Linked DNA regions of Rattus norvegicus: region 2 is linked to region 1. A link is a contact called in public Hi-C data. All regions are on one chromosome and are shown on one strand. Each heading gives the region's core, a stretch centred on a gene start, on an enhancer-like site or on the middle of the called end of the contact. The rest is flanking DNA. Distances are from core to core; before and after follow the strand shown.

Evidence for each region. A called contact is a pair of places that touch in the nucleus more often than the background predicts.
Region 2: a Hi-C map of liver shows a contact between it and region 1, with 3 times the contacts expected there. The contact joins the enhancer-like site here to the promoter of Myo5b in region 1. A contact is called at or near these places in 2 of 12 Hi-C or Micro-C datasets (liver and mammary epithelial cells).

What each region holds. Positions count from the first base shown.
Region 1 is chr18:70,312,615-70,315,314 of GRCr8, forward strand. It overlaps Myo5b (myosin Vb), which reads left to right and starts at 1,362. Exons shown (of 40, transcript NM_017083.2): 1 at 1,362-1,558. The coding sequence starts at 1,532.
Region 2 is chr18:70,371,649-70,374,348 of GRCr8, forward strand. The region is part of intron 1 of Myo5b (myosin Vb); the gene reads left to right. Among named protein-coding and RNA genes, the nearest start is that of Myo5b, 59 kb to the left of the region's middle. Within about 2 kb of position 1,398, at least 5 of the 93 cell types and tissues checked have an H3K27ac peak or open chromatin away from gene starts, as enhancers often do. A contact at or near this core is called in liver, where this site is marked.

The DNA.
Region 1 (2,700 bases), core at 112-2,611:
TGCTGCTGAGTCTTTCCATCTCAGAGACAATGGCAGCTGCCTGAGCTTTGGTCAACTGCATCTGTCCGCCTGAAAGAAGCATTTTTGGAATTTCAAAGGAGTTTAAAAATTAAGCCCTCGTCTCTTATTAACTAATCTGTAGAATTCATTTGGGTGTTACCTTCTGGGGAAAGGGTTTCAGAACATGCAGGGAAACCCATCCCTGCTGGTGTAGGTGTGTACCTTCTGGCTGAAAGCCACACTCAGGGCCAGTTGCTATGGTTCAAAGCCCAAGGCAGTGTCCTTTACCTCTGTTCTCTTGCTCCGTCCGCTTCTGACAATTCTTTTCCCTTTGGGGATAGGATGCCTACGTTTCTTGGAAGATGGAAAAAGAAGTAAGAAGCTGCTAGGGACAGCCCAAAGCAAGGCTTTTGACAATACGAATGAAGTAGCAAAGGCAGAGGGGCCCAGAGTATGAGGCAGCAGAGCCAAGAGAACTCGAGAGTTCCCACCTTCTGAGAGGGGGATCCTGGGGTCCAATAGGAGACTGTGGGTGAAACTATAATATTCCCGCTGAAGAGCATACTTTCCTGATCGAGTTGTCTGTGCAGGGAGTTCATTTGGGTGAGGAGGATCTTTAGTGTGCATCAAAATTACCTTAATAACGAACTGTGGCACTTAGACTTGTTTGTTTGTTTGTTTGCTTTTTTTTTTTTTTTTGAGTCAGGGTTTCTCTCTGTAGCCCCGGCTGTCCTGGAACTCACTTTATAGACCAGGCTGGCCAAGAACTCACAGACCTCAGCCTCTTCTGCCTGCTCCTGGAATGGAAGGCGTGCGCCAACACCGCCAGGCCATAACTAGGTTTTATCAATGGAAAAAAAGTTCCATATAAACGTATAAAACCGAGAGGAAAAAGTATAGGCAGGACCTTCCAGTCGCAGGTAGCGTTCTTGCTAACGCTTGAGTTACTTTTCTTCCCACTTTTAAGGTCACCATGGCACTGCTGCCCACCTCTGCCCAGGTGTTCCGGCGGCGCGGTGCGGCAGGTGCGACACCCGGCCCGCACCTGTGTGGCGTTCGCCCCGCAGCCAGCAGGGGGCGGAGCGCTCCGGCTCCCGGGCGCCGCTCCTCGCCGGCCCCGCCCCCCGCCCCAGGACCCGGTGGCGGCGGGGGCGCGGAGGGCTTAAAGGCGGCGGCGACCGCCCGCGGGCAGGCGCGGGGCGTCCCTTCCTCGCCCGGCGTCCGCGTCACCTCCCCATACCTGAGCCTGGAGTGCGGCGCGCCTTCTCCCCGCCCTCCCGTCACTCCCGGTCGCCGCACCAGCGCTGCCGCCGCCCTGGGAGTAAAGGTCGCACGGGCGGGTGCGAGCGAGCGTCGGCGCCAGCGGGTCGGTCCACCCGAGAAAGGGGCGCGGAGGAACTGGGACCGACCCGGGAAGACTGCGCCAGAGGTGCACGGAGATCGCGCGGGGAGCGAGGAGCCGGGCCTCGGCGCTCAGCCCGGATCCAGCGTCCCGCGAAGCACCCGGGGCTCCGGCCCGGCCCGCGGGGTCATGTCGTACAGCGAGCTCTACAGCCGGGTGAGTGCGGGCCCGGCGCAGCCCCGGGGCACAGGTGCGGCGCTGCGCGCCCCGGGCCACCTTCTCCACCGGTGCTGGACGCCCCTGCCAGCGTCTGTGTGGCCCCGGTCCCCGGCACCCCTAAGTTGGGTGGCAGAGAAAGTTTGGGTGTTCCGGGAGCGCGCCGCACCGACTCGCCGCCCCACAGAGTCCCTCCTGACAGCGGCGCAGCACCGCCCCACGCTTCCCTTCCCTCCGTGTCCTCTCCTAGTCTAGATCTCCTGCTGAGAACCTGGAACCAAAGAGGCGTCTTAGCCCGCTGGTAGCCGGGATAGGACACCAGATAGGACACCAGCTTCCTCTGAAGCATCTGACTTGCGACCCCATTTTCTCTTGCTTGGTCCCGGTTCCAGGTTCTCTGCAGTGCGAGAGCGTCCCTTGGTTTGCCTTTCTTCCGGCGTGAGGCAACCAGAGGGACCCTAAACTTGGGAGAGGAGAGGGACAAGGAGCCCCTGGGTGGGAAGGGCGCAGAGCCTGAAGGAGAGGTGAGGGTAGTGGGTAGAGAGACGTCATTTCTAATAATCGCAAGGAAGTACATTCTTAAAAAAAATGGTATATGTATACACATATAAAATTCTTTTTAATGATTTGTGTGCCTACATGTCTGTAAGTCCACCTAAGGCCAGAAGAGGGCGTCAGAGCCCCTGGAAATGGAGTTACAGGTGGTCGCGAGCCTCCTTTTGGGTGCTGGGAATAGAACCGGGTCCTCTGCAAGACCTGCAAGTGCAAGCGGAATGTTGCAATCGCTCTTCTCAGCCCCAGGAAGCCCATACTTAATTTGCCCACAATAGGCGTTTTGAAGCAGCCCCTGGGTTATCAGACAGGGGAAGGTTGGAGTAATTATTGACCAGGACTGGAGTGCAGGTTTTTTTTTTTTTCCCCCCCAAGGTCAGCATGTGAACGTGTGTGGTGGAAGGTAGGGGGCGGTCAGGATTGGAAACAGGTGCAACAGGAGCGTCTGCTCCCGGGTCACACGGCAGGTGCTGCAGTTAAAGTGACCAGCAGTTTCCCAGGCGTTGGTTCTGCAGCCCTAGCCTTTTTGGTTTCTGCTGGGTACGAGGGGGGCAGGGTGAACAACGGCAGGGCCTTTAATCACCCGACAT
Region 2 (2,700 bases), core at 148-2,647, 59 kb after region 1:
TATCCACCTCACTGCCCACCGTGGAGCAGGGATGCCGGTGCCATTGTTTCTTCCAAGGGAGGTTTGCCAATGTCCAGGAAGTGCTACTTATTTTAAAGCCACTCGAACAGCACGCATCGACGAAGTTCTTAGCATACCTTCTAGAAGCCATAAAGGCTGTCTAGAAGGCCTCGGGAAGGAAGTTTCCAGGCATATGCCATGGCATTTGTCTACTCCCATCCGTGGGACTGCACAGGGCAGCTTCGGAGTTCTTCCCCTCCGAGGAAGGCTTAATTGCAGGTCCAGGTGCCTTCTGCTGACTAATTGGAAACTGGCAAAGCTTTTTGCCTTGTCTAATAATTTCTTAGAAGAGTTCTATAGGAGCTGGTTTTCTGAGTGCGCCTGATTCATTTTTAATTGTACTTGCAATATTAACCAACATTTCTTAATCAAACCACTAGGTAGCCAACAGCTGATTCCAGTGGAGTGTCTTGGCAGCCTGCCTGACTCTCAGCCTTTCTGTGGGTTCATCTAGTTTCTCTTCTTGAGCTGATCCAGGCTGGGCCTCACTGGGCATGCTCAATAATCAGGTTGAGTGAGTGTTATCTCCCAGGGGCTCCCTCTAAGAGGAGGGGCTAAAGGAAGGGGGAGTGGGACCACTTCTACTATGTCTTTCTACTTGAAGAAGTATATCCTATTGGTTTTAGGACATCCAGGAAAGCTGGGAGGCAGAATTAAAATCCCTCCCAGTGTAGACAGGGCTCCTACACTGTCCCTGCTGCTTTAGAACAGAAGGGTGGCAGTATTTGGACATTGCCATTCTCTGCCAGATCGGGAAGTCAGACCCAACTGAGTTGGAATGGAGACCCGGCTCTCCTGGGTATTGAGGATCTCATCAAGTTATTTCACCTCTTCACGCTTCAGTTTCTCCATCTGCAAAATGGAACCACGCCACAAGAATGAAAATCATAGTAATTGTTACCACAGAGGCTGGAGGAGATAGGGTCTGGCTTGTGGGAACGTCTCTGAAGTACCAGCTGTTCTTAATCACACGCTGATATTGACCTGCTCCTGGATCGTCTGTGTTCCCTACAGCAGATACAGAACAAGAGCCCTAGTTACTTGAGTTTTCTGTTTTATCAGAGTTTATCTCCTGTACCCTGCTCGGATGTGGAGCATTTGCAGTGGTGACTCTGTCATGCCTGACAATATAGGGATAGCATCTTGTCCGAGAGTAGCCCCCAGGGAGAAGGATTGTAGAAAGACTCTATTGTAGAGCCTCTGGGGTTGTTCCACTCAAGATTTCAGCCACAGTTCCCGGTAATGGGAGGCAATGGGACGGCTGCCCTTTGTCCAGAGTCCTGCTATGACTCAACTTCCTACCTTTGTTCCTCAGCCCCACCTCTGTGGGGAAGGCCTCCAGCTGCTTCTTACCTCACCTAGCTTACCTCATCGTACCTAAGTCTGTCTCATTGAAGCACGGAGGGTAAACTTAGCTGAGCGGCGACAAGTTGCTGTACTATGATTTTTAACAAGGTCCGAAGCACTTTGCGGAGGTGATCATCTCAGAATTAGCCTGTAAAGAGCCTGCTTTTGCTGCACACCACACAAGCTGCCTTCTGCTGGAGCCTGACTTTTCGCTGGCAACTTTCCCTTTGACCTTACTTCGTGTTTTATGCTTGTAGCCCTTCTGTGAGCTACAGACAACACTGCACTCTGTTTCTGGGAGGGAAAACTGAGGCAGGAACTAACTCCGTAGCAGGAAGTGATAGGCTGGTAAGAAGAATGGACCACAAGCTCTTGGGTGTGAATAGGTGGCCTTCTCCCAGGCTGATTGGCCTTTATACCTGGGGAGTGAGGGAACTACCCTAGAGCTGTCAGGGTCCAAGGACGGATGCCAGTTTGTTCTTAGTGGCACAAGACTTCCCCATTGGTGTCTTAGCTTACAGGTCTCTTCCTTCCTGGACATATACAGGTGCCACTTAGCCGGCCTTCAGGCTTCTAGCATTTTCTATTCAGGCATAAAGGATTCCTTTTCCTAAATAAAGCAGAACTGAATCACTGTTTGTCTGAATGGAGGGTCACGTTCAGAATTCGCGGACAGATCTTGACGGCCTGTTCTGTCTCATTGCCCTCATAACCCGTTGTTTCCTTCCCTCCAATGCCATGTTCTTGTGGCTCCTATGTCTACGGTCACACCACCCTGAGTGTGCCCTGAGAGCCACATCTCTCCCCACGGCTGCTACATCACTCATTCATTCTTTTCTGTCACTTGTTTTGGGTTTTTTGGGGGGGTGGGGCAGTGAGGGAAGGCAGTCCTACTGTGTAGCCTTGGCTGGCCTGGAATTCACTATGTAGTCCAAACTTGGAGTGGTCCTTTTGCTTGTGCCTCTGGAACCCATGAATGCTAGAACCACAGGTTTGTGTCACTGTGCCTAGCGCGCGCACGTGTGTGTGTGTGTGTGTGTGTGTGTGTGTGTGTGTGTGTGTGTATGTATGTGTTAGACTTCTAGGAATTTTTCTTCCTCTCCTGTCTAAGCCAGTGGTAGTATACCAGAAAGGGCTACGGAGAAAGAGAACTAGTGGGAAATACCTGAAAGGAAATACTGAATACACGTAAAAGTTCCTCTACTAAAATGGATTCTGTCCCAGTTAACCACTGCAAGCAAAGAATTCTGTATATTGAAAAACTGTATTTGTTACATGTTACCTACAGAGCAT